Regions from separate parts of the Mus musculus genome. Here region 1 is linked to region 2. The links are chromatin contacts, called in public HiChIP or PLAC-seq maps. All regions are on one chromosome and are shown on one strand. The core of a region is the stretch at or near the end of the contact, and the rest is flanking DNA. Distances in the headings are between cores, read along the strand shown.

Region 1 (5,877 bases), core at 1,606-4,105, 480 kb before region 2:
GCACCAAATGTGAAGGGGAATCTGAGCTGCTGGAATTATTTTATATAGTGTTGAGAGCACAAGATAAAATTACTTGGGCAAACTGTTTATGGTAGCAGTTCTCAACCTGTGGGTTGTGACCCATTTGGCAAACCTCTAGCTCCAAAAATAGTTACATACCGATTCATAACAGTAGCAAAATTATGGTTATGAAGTAGCAACGAACTAATTTTATGGGTGGGGGCTCACCGTAGTATGAGAAACTGTATTAAAGGGTCGCAGCATCAGGAAGGTTTTGAACCAATGGTTTAAGGTATTTAAAATGGAACAGGAGAGATGGCTCAGGAATTAAGAGCTGGCATTCTTGTAGAGGATGAAGATTTGGTTTCTAGAACTCACACTGTGGTTCAAGACTCTCTGTAACTCCATTTCCAGGGGGACCTGATGCTGTCTTCTGTCCTCTGCAAATACCCGGCATGAGTATGGTGCATATATATTTATGTGGGCAAAATACTCATGAGCACATCATAAATCTAAAATAATTTAAAGAATATATTTCAGATACTGTTAAATATACACCTGTCTAGCAATTCCACCCTGAAGTATTTGTCTCAGAGTAGTGAAATAATGTGCACCAAGAGAGAATTTGACACAGACTTCTAATTAATAACGAACCCAAGTTGGGACATGGTGGGAAATACTTATAATCCCAGATCTCCGGAAGCTGGAGCAGGAGAGTTATGAGTTTGATACCAGCCTGGGCTACTCCAGACCTTATCTCTAAAGCAACAAAACCAACCCAGTAACATATGTACCTATCATTGTGAGAATAGAGTATAAATTCAAAAATGCACCAAAGCATTCAAAAGAACGAATTCCTGCCACACAACATAGAGAAATCTCCAAAAAAAAACAAACTAAAGAAGCTAGTCATACTTACTTACATGACTTCACTTACATGATTCACTTAGATGTAAATGGGGGGGCAGAGGGAGAGAGGGAGAGAGAGGGAGAGGGGGTAGAGAACTTAAACAGAGAGAAATTAGGCCAGTGGTTTCTTGTAGTAGGCAGCGTCAACTCGAAGGAGACAGCAAAAAAAAAAAAACAACCGAGTGTTCTTCATATTCTTGCGCACAGTTGTCAAAACTCATCAAGTTGCATCAGACCTATTCATATAGCTTCCCTATAAGGTCTTTCTTACATCACACACACACACACCCCAATGACCACCCCCACAATAGTGATTAGTAAAATAAAGCCTGCATGTTTGGGGTCTGGAAAGACAGATCCGCTGTTGCTCTTGGCCCCACAATCACAAGGACCAGATTTTGGATTCCAGGGCCCCTGCAGAAGATGGGGGCTTCCTGCAAAAGCCTGGAACACTAGCCCGGAGGGGAAGTGCAGACAGGAACAGGAAGACAGCTCGAATAGTCTAGCTTCCAGACTAGCTGAGAGAGTCTGAGCCTCAGGTTCAGGGAGAGACTCTGCCTCAAAGGAATAGGCAGAATGGCACACCGGAATATCTTATGGACATTAATAACACTCAGGCATGTGCTTCTATGCACACAAGTGTGCATGCACTCACACAGGCACAGATACGCACATTAAATACATTAAAATAATAAATAAAACCTTTTAAGAATAACTCCTCTATAGCTAATTTCACTGAAACAAAACCAATTAATTTAGCAATTCTTGAGTAACTACTCGTCAGTGCAAATAGTCAGGGATTCATCTTGATCATATTTGGAATCTGGTACCAAACCACAAGCTAAGAAACCTTTCACATGCATAACTTTAAGAAAGGTCAGATAAGTTTTCTTTGGGATGACATTGCACCCCTAAGCATTCCTCAGAGTTCGGTGATGTTTTTCTAGACAAGGCTTTGCCATGGAAATTTCCACAGTCATCCGGAACTAGTCCAGTGTCCAAGGAGGTCATGTGGGGTCACGGAGACAGTTGTAGAATTTTGTACTCTCACAGATTTTCCATTTCTAAAAGAACCTTTCTCAGAATTGCTTATGATTCTCTCTCCCTGAAAGGCCTTGCCAAATGTGTTCCAAAACTTATTCAAAGACTCCAAGGCAGAAGAGCCCATGGGAAAGGCAGCCCTAGAGATTTTATTCTTTTTAATCCCTTAAGAGTAAATTGGGGATATTCTTAGCTCTTGTTGCTCTGGTGTCATAAAAGAAACATCAGCGCAACAGCCAAAAATGAGTAAAAATAATTTGTTTACAAGCTTCTCTGGGAGGTCATGAAGGAGAATTCCATGTACACAACTTAAAAAAGGAATCCTAATTTATTGTCTAAAATGACTTCAGGTGACTGGCGTCTTCCCTCTCTACTTTTACCTCCTGAATACTCCCAAACCACTTCTCCCAAATTCACCTCCCAGCCTTTTTCCACCTTAATTCTTGGGATATGGGGCTCCTGGGAGACTCCTATCTCAGACTCCGAGGTACTTGGATGTGGTTTTGCCTTTCATGTAGGCACAGGGCCAAAGAAGCGGCCAGCAGTTGTTAATCAACCCAATACAAGGGTTCAGACCAGAGACCTACACTGGGAAAGTTAACGCCAAACTCTTCCAGGATGGAGTATGTTGCCCATCTTGTATGAGGGGTAGTCCCATGCTTGCCAAATCTCTCCCCAGTCACTCTCCCTGAAATAAGACCATAATGCAGCAATTATCTGGGGATCTAGTGTCTCCAGGAAAAATGGAATACAAGACGTTCTGGGAACTTGTGACTCCTTCAGCGAATACTCTGGGAATTACAAAGCCTCCTCCCTGTGGGCTGCAGCACAGGGCAGGTAGGGAAAGGTGCTTGTTGTGGTTTGAATGTGGATGTCAGTCCATAGGCACCTATGTTTGAACACTTGGTCCCCAGCATGGGGCGCTGTTTGGGATGATCGCAGAACCTTTAGGGGTAGAGCCTTGCTGTGGGATGAGGTCATTTGTGCTTTTCTCGCCAAACCCTTCTGCTCCCAGGAAGAGACCTCTATATGTAGTAACAAGATCAAGGAGCACAGACATGGCTCCGTACTTCTTACCCTAACTGCCATCCTCCTTACATGGTTTTATGGCTTCGCCTCCACTCCTCAGATAGAAAAGCTTCCCCTTGATTTTTTTTAACAGTTTTATTTTTAGAAACAAAATGAAACTAGAATTAATTGTGCCTTGAATTCTTCTGTGCCCCTTGAATTAAACAGCAATATTGACAGTTGAAGCGTTCTCGGGAGGCAAGTGGTTCTTTTATCAATAAGACAGCGCCCCTAAATGGAGGACGACCAGAGAGCTCCCAGTGGCAGGCATTCAAACCTCCTGAAGAGACAGACTGGGCTGGAGAAGTGAGCCCTCTAGCGGTGCTGATGCTTTCTGTCGACTGTCACACAGCAGATAGTTAAGGTTGAGGGGGAACTTCTGGCTGCTGCACCCTACTTTCTGTCTGTACTCCCTGCCCAGCTACTCTTGTCTTCCAGCGCACACTGAGCAGACCCTTCGTGCTTTGGAACGTGCCTTCAGAGTGCTTTGTATTTTTACTCGGGATCTAGTCGGTAGCCCGAGGAAAGGTAGGCTGGGAGACAGTAGCGTTGGTTTATCTATGATATTTAAGATGAGAACGATAGGGACTCCTGTGCCCTAGGTAAATGACTCCAAAGGAGGGCTCCCTAAGAAAGTGGACAGAGTTTGAGAAAGGAGTCGTTAAGGAAATGTTTTGTCTGTAGCTCAGCCAACGCTGAGTAAGGGCTTCTTCTCCCTGCTGCCTCCTGCTTTTCCATATACTGGGAGTGAGAAGGGAGGTTAGAAAACACTCACCAAGCATGGTGTCTGCGGGACAGGTATTGACTGAACTATATAAGGGACTCATGAGTGTAACAAGAGTGTGAGTCGCCGGGCGTGGTGGCCCACGCCTTTAATCCCAGCACTCGGGAGGCAGAGGCAGTCGGATTTCTGAGTTCGAGGCCAGCCTGGTCTACAAAGTGAGTTCCAGGACAGCCAGGGCTACACAGAGAAACCCTGTCTCGAAAAAAAAAAGAAAAAAGAAAAAAGAAAAAAGAGTGTGAGTCACCTGATGAACAGTCTGGCTTTTGCCTGAGAGCCATCCTCTTCCTCATCAGATCAGATAAGAAAGCCAAGGTCAGGGTTGTCTCCAGACCAAATCAATGGTTGGGCCTTACAGAAAGTGTGTGTGTGTGTGTGTGTGTGTGTGTGTGTGTGTGTGTGTGTTTGGGTATGTGAAAGACGATTCAGTAGAACATGATGAATATTGTTTAACATGATCAAATGCTCTGAGAGTGATAGACTCATAAAAAAGAAACTGATCTTTCTGCGCCCTTTCTGTGAATTGTGGAAAACCCTGAGTTCTCCAAGTTCAGAAATCTTCCTTCCATGTCAGAGAGATGTAACCTCCAGGAGACAGGTTGCCCCCACTCCCCATCTGACAGCTGTCACTTTCAGGGAGATGTCTCATCTGTCTAAGCCATCTGGGTACCAGGCAGTGTTTATTGATGTTGTGGTTCAGTTCAGATCATTATCTGTGAAGTTAGAGCACCCAGGTCCCTCTGCTTGGATTTTTAAGATATGTAATAACAGACCTAATTTCTGAACTCCACTTTGTGTATATTACCTCCAATGCTCTGTGCAGCCACAAAGGGAAGATATTCTCAACTGGCTTCATACAGTTAGAGACTGAGGTCCCAAGAGGTCAGGCTACCCAAACCGCATTTTCATAGTGGGGGGAACTGAAAGCCAGGAGTCTAATGGCTGCCTTTATGTTTATCCTTTTTTTAAAAATTCCCTTTTACCTTCGTGAAATTATTTTAAATAGAAAACTCACTGTGTAATACAGAACAAAGAGAATGAGGACAGAGTGTGAATCTCCAATGCTCTTGAAACAAAAAGCTAGAAATAAGCATACAAACCACCCTGTTCCCTTTCTGACCTGCTTCTCTTAGTGACTGTCACCATCTGAGCCAATTCCACATGTTTCTGATTCTTGATGTCCGCTCAGTTCCCAAGAGCCACAATACTCTGGCATTCATACTCCCTCTCCACTAACGTTCAAGACTCCCATACAACTCAGCAACTGTCCACCTCTGTGGCAACAGCATCTCACCATTTCTCTCTGTACCACTTCTCTCTACCCTATCAACTGCCTCCATAATACCATCTGAACAAACCAACCGGAAGTGAAACCCAATGTGCCCTTCTGCTTTGTGATTAACCACCGGATAGGAACCCTCTCTTTGCTCTCTTTTGACCCAGGAAGTTTTTGTCTAACATATGCTAAGTTCTTGGCAAGTAAGGTTGACTTTGTTATTGCTTTATGTTAAGCATCCAAATGCCAATCAAACAGCATGTGGCAGCTTCCTTGAACCGTCAATCAGCGATATGATGAGAACAGCATCCCAAACTCTCTAAGACATTGCCTTTCGCCATATGGATTTGTGCTTCTGGGCTTTTGACATTGGTGCCCATTGGGGAGAATCCTGGCCCCTGCCTCATAGCCAGGTTCAAGTTTACCCTGGCTTGACGGGTGTTCAGATCAAACAAAACAAGCCATCCTAGCATAGGCGTTGTGAAACACAGCCTACCAACTTCTTCTTTGCTGTAACAGAATACCCAACAAAAGCGAAGGAAGGAAGGAAGGAAGGAAGGAAGGAAGGAAGAAAGAAAGAAAGAAAGAAAGAAAGAAAGAAAGAAAGAAAGAAAGAAAGAAAGAAAGAAAGAAAAGAAGAAAGAAAGAAAGAAAGAAAGAAAGAAAGAAAGAAAGAAAGAAAGAAAGAAAGAAAGAAAGAATTTATCTTGGCTCAGGTGCAGTCCATCATGGGGGGAAGTCCCAGCAGCAGGAGTTTGAAGCCACTGACCATGCCGCATCCATAATCAGGAATCAGAGAGAG
Region 2 (6,623 bases), core at 306-2,805:
CCCTTCCTGTCTCTGTTCCCCCCTCTCTCCCTCTCTCTCTGTCTTTCTGCTTCCCTTCCTCCTCTCCTCTCTCTCTCTCTCTCTCTCTCTCTCTCTCTCTCTCTCTCTCGCATGTTCTCTCCCTTTCTCTCCTCCCCTCTGTATCTCTGTTTGCCCCTCTCTCTCCCCCTCCCTGTCTCTCTGTCATACACATTCATGAACAGAAATAAATCCTAGGACTGGGAAGGATGAGGCAGGAGGATCTGGAGTTTGACATCTGTTTCAAAGAGAATAATAACAAGAAAAGACCCTGGCACTTCCAAGAAAATGGATGGCACTGGAGATTATGTTAAGCAAAAAAGTCATGCTCAGAACTACAAGCATTGCATATTTTCTATCAAGAGTTTTTCCTTAGTGTAAACTTTAGAGGAAGAGGGGAGGGGTGGGAAAGGAAGTGAAAATGAAATGGAAAGTATTAGTGAAGAGGAAGGAGGAAGGCATCAGGGAGGGGAGGGGAAAGTGTGCACATATGATGTCACAATGTGATCAGGAGTCTGCATAATTAATATGTACCAGTAATGACTGCAAGAACAAAAGACAGATTGCAACATCAAGCCATTTGGGTCCAACTTCCAACTCACTGGGCTGCGTGTATTCCCAGGAAAGCCCTAAAAAGGCATTAGATCCCTGGAGCTAGAGTTACAGCCCTACTGTATGGGTGCTGAGATTTGAACCCTGGTTTCCTGAAAAAGCAGTAGACCAGAGTTTCCCTGTCTATAAACTCAGAATTAACAATAGTACCAACCTCAAGAGTAGTTACAAGGGCGACATGAATCAGTAGCTGGGAGTAGGTAAGAACACTACCTGATGGACGGGAAAAGCCAGTTACCTGTGCGATACAGCAGAACAGATTCAGAGTCAAATGGGCAACCATATTTTTTTTTCCAATATTTAACAGGACCTCTTTTCCTCATGTCAATTAGATTGCTTTCTTTATACTTTGTCTCCCCCAACTGCCATACAAAGCCGAGTTCTTCCCAAGTAGATCTTTCTTGCTTAGCTCTTCAGGACACAACACCTCTCCTCAGTTCCCCAGCAAGACAACCGCCCCTGTACCTTATTCACTAGAATGTAGGATGAACATGTGTATCGTGGGCCTGCTGGCACATATGACTGACTTTAACGCTATCCAGTCAGTTTGACATTATTTGGTCAAGGGGGAATGGACTGACAGTTTGGGTTTTGGAGTGTTCTATTGTTTGACTCCCGGTTAGGAACCCTTCTGTCTGCTTCTTTCTTCATCCCTGTGGATGCTCATCAGCTCTGATGATGCTCAGTCACCTCCATCTTTTCACCGCCTTTTCCTTCATCTTTACCCCATGATCCGCACCTCTCCTGTTGAATCACATTTTCTGTTTTACTTTCTGTCCTTCACTTTTCTGGAGCTTTCTCTTCATTTTTCTTGCCACTCTGATTCTTGCAACAGAGCTTTGGCTCTGTTGGTTCTTCAGTACTGCTAGCCACTCCCCCCACACCCAGCCCTGACTCTCTTTATCACACCCACCTTCTTCCTGTTTAAGGGTTTTCTGGTCTCCCTCCCAGTCACTCTGCTGCTCGGTCATATGCCTGCACTAAACTGACACTTAGCACAGGCTTCCTCTTGTCACATGCACGACTCTTTGTAAGAGGTGATCTAGACTGGAGGTACATAGAGACCCTGCTTTCCAACACACTGGGGACAGAGCTAAGGACTGCCATGTCTGCTCACATACTTATGAGTCCAAGATGTCATGGCACACAGAGGGAATGTGGCCTGTGTGACATGTCAAGGTTTAGCAAGTGACCCAGTGAGAGAAGATGAAGTCTAGGTTTAAAATTCATTATGGAGATATATATCAATGCAGGTAGCATCCTAGGAATACAAAGGGTGGAAGGCCTTGGAATATGCAGCATCTGGCCCAGAACGACCATGTTTCACCAAGCCCTGCTTTTTCACATGGGCTCTGGGTAACCAACTCAGGTTGCTGCACTTGTACAGCGTGCACTGTATTAACTGAGCCGTCTCCCCAACTCCCTGAGCACAGTTTTGTTTTAGTAGACTCCTGCTATCAGCCATGTAATGAATGAAACAAAAGGTCCAATCTCAGAAAAGATGAGAGGTCCTCTCTGTGAGAAGGTATACTAACCCCCGAAATGTCTGTGCTAGAGGGTGCTGCAAGAATGAAGGCCATAGCCTGCTTCTGAGACCTCAGTACTCATCTGTGGTGCTACTCCACACTTCCTGTGCCCAGATCCTACCTGGTCTGTGACCTGTTTTGACCAATAGGCCTCTGCAGAAACAGTGCAATGAACCTTGCTAGCTTGGACCTTAAAAACTTGAGCTTTGATTTGGAGTATTCACAACCCTCACTTCTAGTATCTAATTGCTATGAGAAGACCTCCAGGGTAGAGAGTTGGCAAGAAAGGAGATGAGGAGTTGTGTGGTCTCACCTTCCTAGTTATACCCACTCTGGAACCATGTGATCAGACCTGGCTATTCCCAGGAATATGACACGTTCTAAAGTCACCATGCCAGAGTCACCCCAAATTCTTGACCCATCAAACCACAAGCAGGTAAAATAGAGGTGCTTTTAGTCGCTGAGGTTGGGCAATTTGTTCCACAGATTGAAATCCAAATCAACACTCAGGGTCGAACAAACATTTGTCAAAGAAACACTGAACTGCATCCCAGACAATTCCAAGAGCAATAACCCGACTCTACTGACAATTTACACCACACTGAACTACATTCTTAATTGTGTGACACCAAATCCCATTTCAAGCCAGAGTCACACTTAACCGATTAGGGCTTAAGCTCCTTAGAAAGGGCTCCTTAGAAAACTCAGTCCTTTGAATCTGTCTTACAAAGGGCTAAGAAAATGTGTGTGGCACACGGATTAAAATTCCCTAGAATTTGGATTGACTTTTCCTTCTGGTTCTTTTAAGATAAATGTCCAAAATAATGTGTGTTTTTTGAACTCGCAGAATGCTTGGGGATTCTTTGTATTTTCATTTCTCAGCTCGTAATTACAGGTGTTGAGATAGACACCTTGAGACAAAAGTGTGTAATCTCTTCATTGATCTTACATAGCTAAATACAGGGGTCCAATGGATGGAACTAGAAAATATCATCCTGAGTGAGGTAACCCAGACCCAAAAGGACATACATGGTATGTACTCACTGATAAGTGGATATTAGGAAAAAAAAAAAAAAACCACAGAATACCCAGGATACAACCCACAGACCAACCATAAGAAGGTTAACAAGAAGGAAGGTCCAATTGAGGATGCTTCAATCCAACTTAGAAGGAGGAACAAAATAATCAGGGGAGGCAGAGAGAGTGAGGAATCTAGGGGGGAGAGAAAAAGGGGGCAGGATCAGGTATGGAGCAGGGAGACAGGAGAGAGGTCCAAAGGACAAGGGGAATACATGGAAATATGCAGCTGCTGGGGGTGGGGGAAGCTCTAGAAAAATCCCAGAGATCTGGAGTGGGGGAGGCTCCCAGGAACCAATGTGGATGACCTTAGCTGAAATGCTCAACAGTGGGAAACCAGAAGAGACCACCCCCAGTAGTCAGACAGGATCTACAGTGGAGGGATGGGGACCCAACCCACTTAAAAAACTTTCCACCCAAGATTTCTTCTGTCTCAAAGAAATGCAGAGACAATGGAGCAGAGACTGAAGGAATAGCTGACCAGTGACTGGTCCAACTTGGGATCCACCATGGGCGGGCACCAATTCCTGATACTATTACTGTTGCTAGGCTGTGCTTTCAGATATGAGCCTAGCATGGCTGTCCTCTGAGAAGCTCTACCCAGCATCTGACTGAAATAGATGCAGATACTCATAGCCAAGCATTGGTCGGAGATCGGGACCCCTATGGAAGAGTTAGTGGAAGGATTGAAGGAGCTGAAGGGGAAGGCAACCCCATAGGAAGACCAACAGTGTCAACTAACCTGGATTCCTGGGAGCTCCCAGAGACTGAGCAAAGAGCATGCATGGGCTGGTCTGAGCCTCTCTCCCTGCTTCACACCCTCAGCCCCGCACACATGTAGCAGAGGACTGCCTTGTCTTGCCTTAGTAGGAAAAGATGTGCCTAACTACATCAGAGTGGAGGGATACAGGGTGGGAACAATCTCTCAGAGGCAAAGAAGAGAGGCTATGGGGGAAGAACTGTGAGAGGGGGGACCAGTAAGGAGGCAACATTTGGGATGTAAACAAAAACAATTAATAAAAAAAATAAGAATCTAAATTATTTTTTTCCACAGGAAGATATCCACACTATTTTCCAAAAGAAAATTGGTTATATACTTCCACGGACAGATGCTCTTTTTGTTCTGAATTTTTCAACTTTTGTTCTCTAAAGAGAAGGGGTTTTCTTTTCCCCTTTCCTTTCTATTGCAGTAATGAAATTAAAAATAATGGATTGTGTTGACATTTCTCTCTGGCAGCTCCAGCGATGACAAGGGACTGTTAATGGATGTTTTACTCCATTCACATCCAAAGTGATGTGCTAATTTATGCTTAGCCAGATCAGCCCCTTTTTGGTCAAACAAGTTACATTTATTTCATTTTAAACAATAAAAAAATGGTCTTTTTTCTCCTTCAGATGGCTTACACTCTTAGAGTGCATTTAGTCGCAGACCTCAGATGCACTATAAATATTAAGGAACACCGAAGCCCAGGTGCTGGGATCGGGTCCAGAGCTGCGATCCAGGCTCTCCCTGACCTGGCTGAGGCTGAGGAAGGTTATATGCCTTTGGCAATGCTTCAACTGTCCCTACTTGAGAACTTGGAAGTTGGAGGTTGGAGACACGGCTCAGCAGTTAAGAGTACTGGCTACTCTTCCAGAGGACCTGGGTTCAAGTCCCAGCTCCAACATGGCAGCTCAAACTGTCTGTAACTCCTGATCTTAGGGAACTGATGCCCTCACACACATGCAGTTAAATCACCTGTGTTCATAAAATAAAAATAAACAAGTTATTTTTGAAAAGGAACTTGGAACTCTGCAAGTTAGTTCTCATTGAATTATTTCCATCAATGTTAAAATGATTTCTCCTGGTTTTTCCTTTCTTTCTTTTTTTCTTTTTCTTTTTTTTTCTTTTAGTTCTTTGAGACAAGATTTCTCTGTGTAGCCCTGGCTGTCCTGGAACTCACTCTGTAGAGCAGCTTGGCCTCAAACTCACAGAAATCTCTCTGCCTCCTGAGCACCGGGATTAAAGGCCTGTGCTACCACCACACAGTTTATAAAGGAAAATTTTAATTGGCTATTTTGAATATTACTACTGTAAGGACTGAGTAAGTCTTGCTTGGTATGTGTGCTATTTTCCTTTTTCAGTGTATAGTGTAGAAATAAAGAGCTCCTGTTATTATTATTCAATACTAAATTCTACTTCTCTATTCATCATCATCATGAAACAAACTCACTGAAGATATTAATGGACCTTTTTTTTTTAAAAATTGGTTATTATTACATCCCTTATATTACCATCACTAACAACACAGTAGAAGACACTTCCTATTCTGGTATTAAATATTTTAATTTTGTGTGTATGTGTAGGAGATGTGTACTCAAGTATATGTGTTTATGTATGTGGTAAATATATTATAATTGGATGAATTTCCAAGACCTGTTGTGATAGTTCATATTTATTGTCAAGGCAACTGAATTTGGAAATCTGTCTGAGTGAATCTCTGTTGGTGTTTCCAGGTTAACGAAGGAGGGAAGACTCACTCTGGAGTGGCAGCACTATCCCTTTGGCTGGGGTCCCGAATTCCATAAAAAGCAGAAATTGAGCCTTCCCCAGCTATTAGCTTGTGCTTACTGAGTGTGAATTCAATGTGACCAACTGTCTCATGATCCTGCTGCTGTGCCTTTATAGTCATGATGGACTGGACCCTCAAACGGTGAGGTCTGAGGGTCCTGCCTTCCTTATGCTGCTTTGTCAAGCATTTTGTCATTGCAGTAAGAAAAGCAACTGATATTATGACCAATAAATCACCATGGTTTAGCAGGATCAAGGCAGATGAAAGGCACAGCAAGACATGGTAGCCTCCCTTTGGTCCCTAAAGGGGCTGCTCTAACAGTTATCTAGTGTCCCCAATTACTGGGAGGAAACAAAACAGTAGTTACGTGATGGGGAGAAAATGGGAGGGAAGCAGTAGATTTCCCAACACATGGTGAGCCATCAGGGGTCAATGCACAAAAGGCTTCCATGGACTTGGGCCCCAAAACTATTTTCAGGCATATTCCTTAAAACTTAGCTTAAAAATATAGACAAAATTTGGAATGCTTAAAGGTCTTAATACTGATAATGTAAATGTGGTCTGTATGGTCAGAGACCTTCATATTCATAACTGGAGAAAAATCAAATATATTCCTTAGTTACAGAGGTTTCACATTAGCCACTTTCGTGAGGGCACCACCCCTCAAGGAGGGCCAAAATAGTAGTAGGAGCTCAGAGTAGGTGGTCACACCCAATCAGAGTCGCATGGGAGAGAGAGAGAGAGAGAGAGAGAGAGAGAGAGAGAGAGAGCTCAGCATCCTCTCTCTTTCTTATCAGCCCAGAAACCCAGCACATGAACGGTGCCATCCGTGTGTAGG

Evidence for each region. HiChIP or PLAC-seq counts read pairs in DNA pulled down with a chosen protein or histone mark.
Region 1: a contact with region 2 is called in an H3K27ac HiChIP or PLAC-seq map of regulatory T cells, with 10 times the contacts expected there. The contact joins two enhancer-like sites. A contact is called at or near these places in 2 of 484 Hi-C or Micro-C datasets (Th1 cells and regulatory T cells) and 6 of 115 datasets of contacts at active chromatin or transcription factors (CD8 T cells, effector CD8 T cells, large pre-B cells and 3 more).

What each region holds. Positions count from the first base shown.
Region 1 is chr2:11,661,604-11,667,480 of GRCm38.p6, reverse strand. The region is part of intron 1 of Il2ra (interleukin 2 receptor, alpha chain); the gene reads right to left. Among named protein-coding and RNA genes, the nearest start is that of Il2ra, 22 kb to the right of the region's middle. Within about 2 kb of position 2,855, at least 65 of the 459 cell types and tissues checked have an H3K27ac peak or open chromatin away from gene starts, as enhancers often do. A contact at or near this core is called in CD8 T cells, Th1 cells and regulatory T cells, where this site is marked.
Region 2 is chr2:11,182,318-11,188,940 of GRCm38.p6, reverse strand. The region is part of intron 1 of Prkcq (protein kinase C, theta); the gene reads right to left. Among named protein-coding and RNA genes, the nearest start is that of Prkcq, 13 kb to the right of the region's middle. Within about 2 kb of position 1,555, at least 75 of the 459 cell types and tissues checked have an H3K27ac peak or open chromatin away from gene starts, as enhancers often do. A contact at or near this core is called in CD8 T cells, Th1 cells and regulatory T cells, where this site is marked.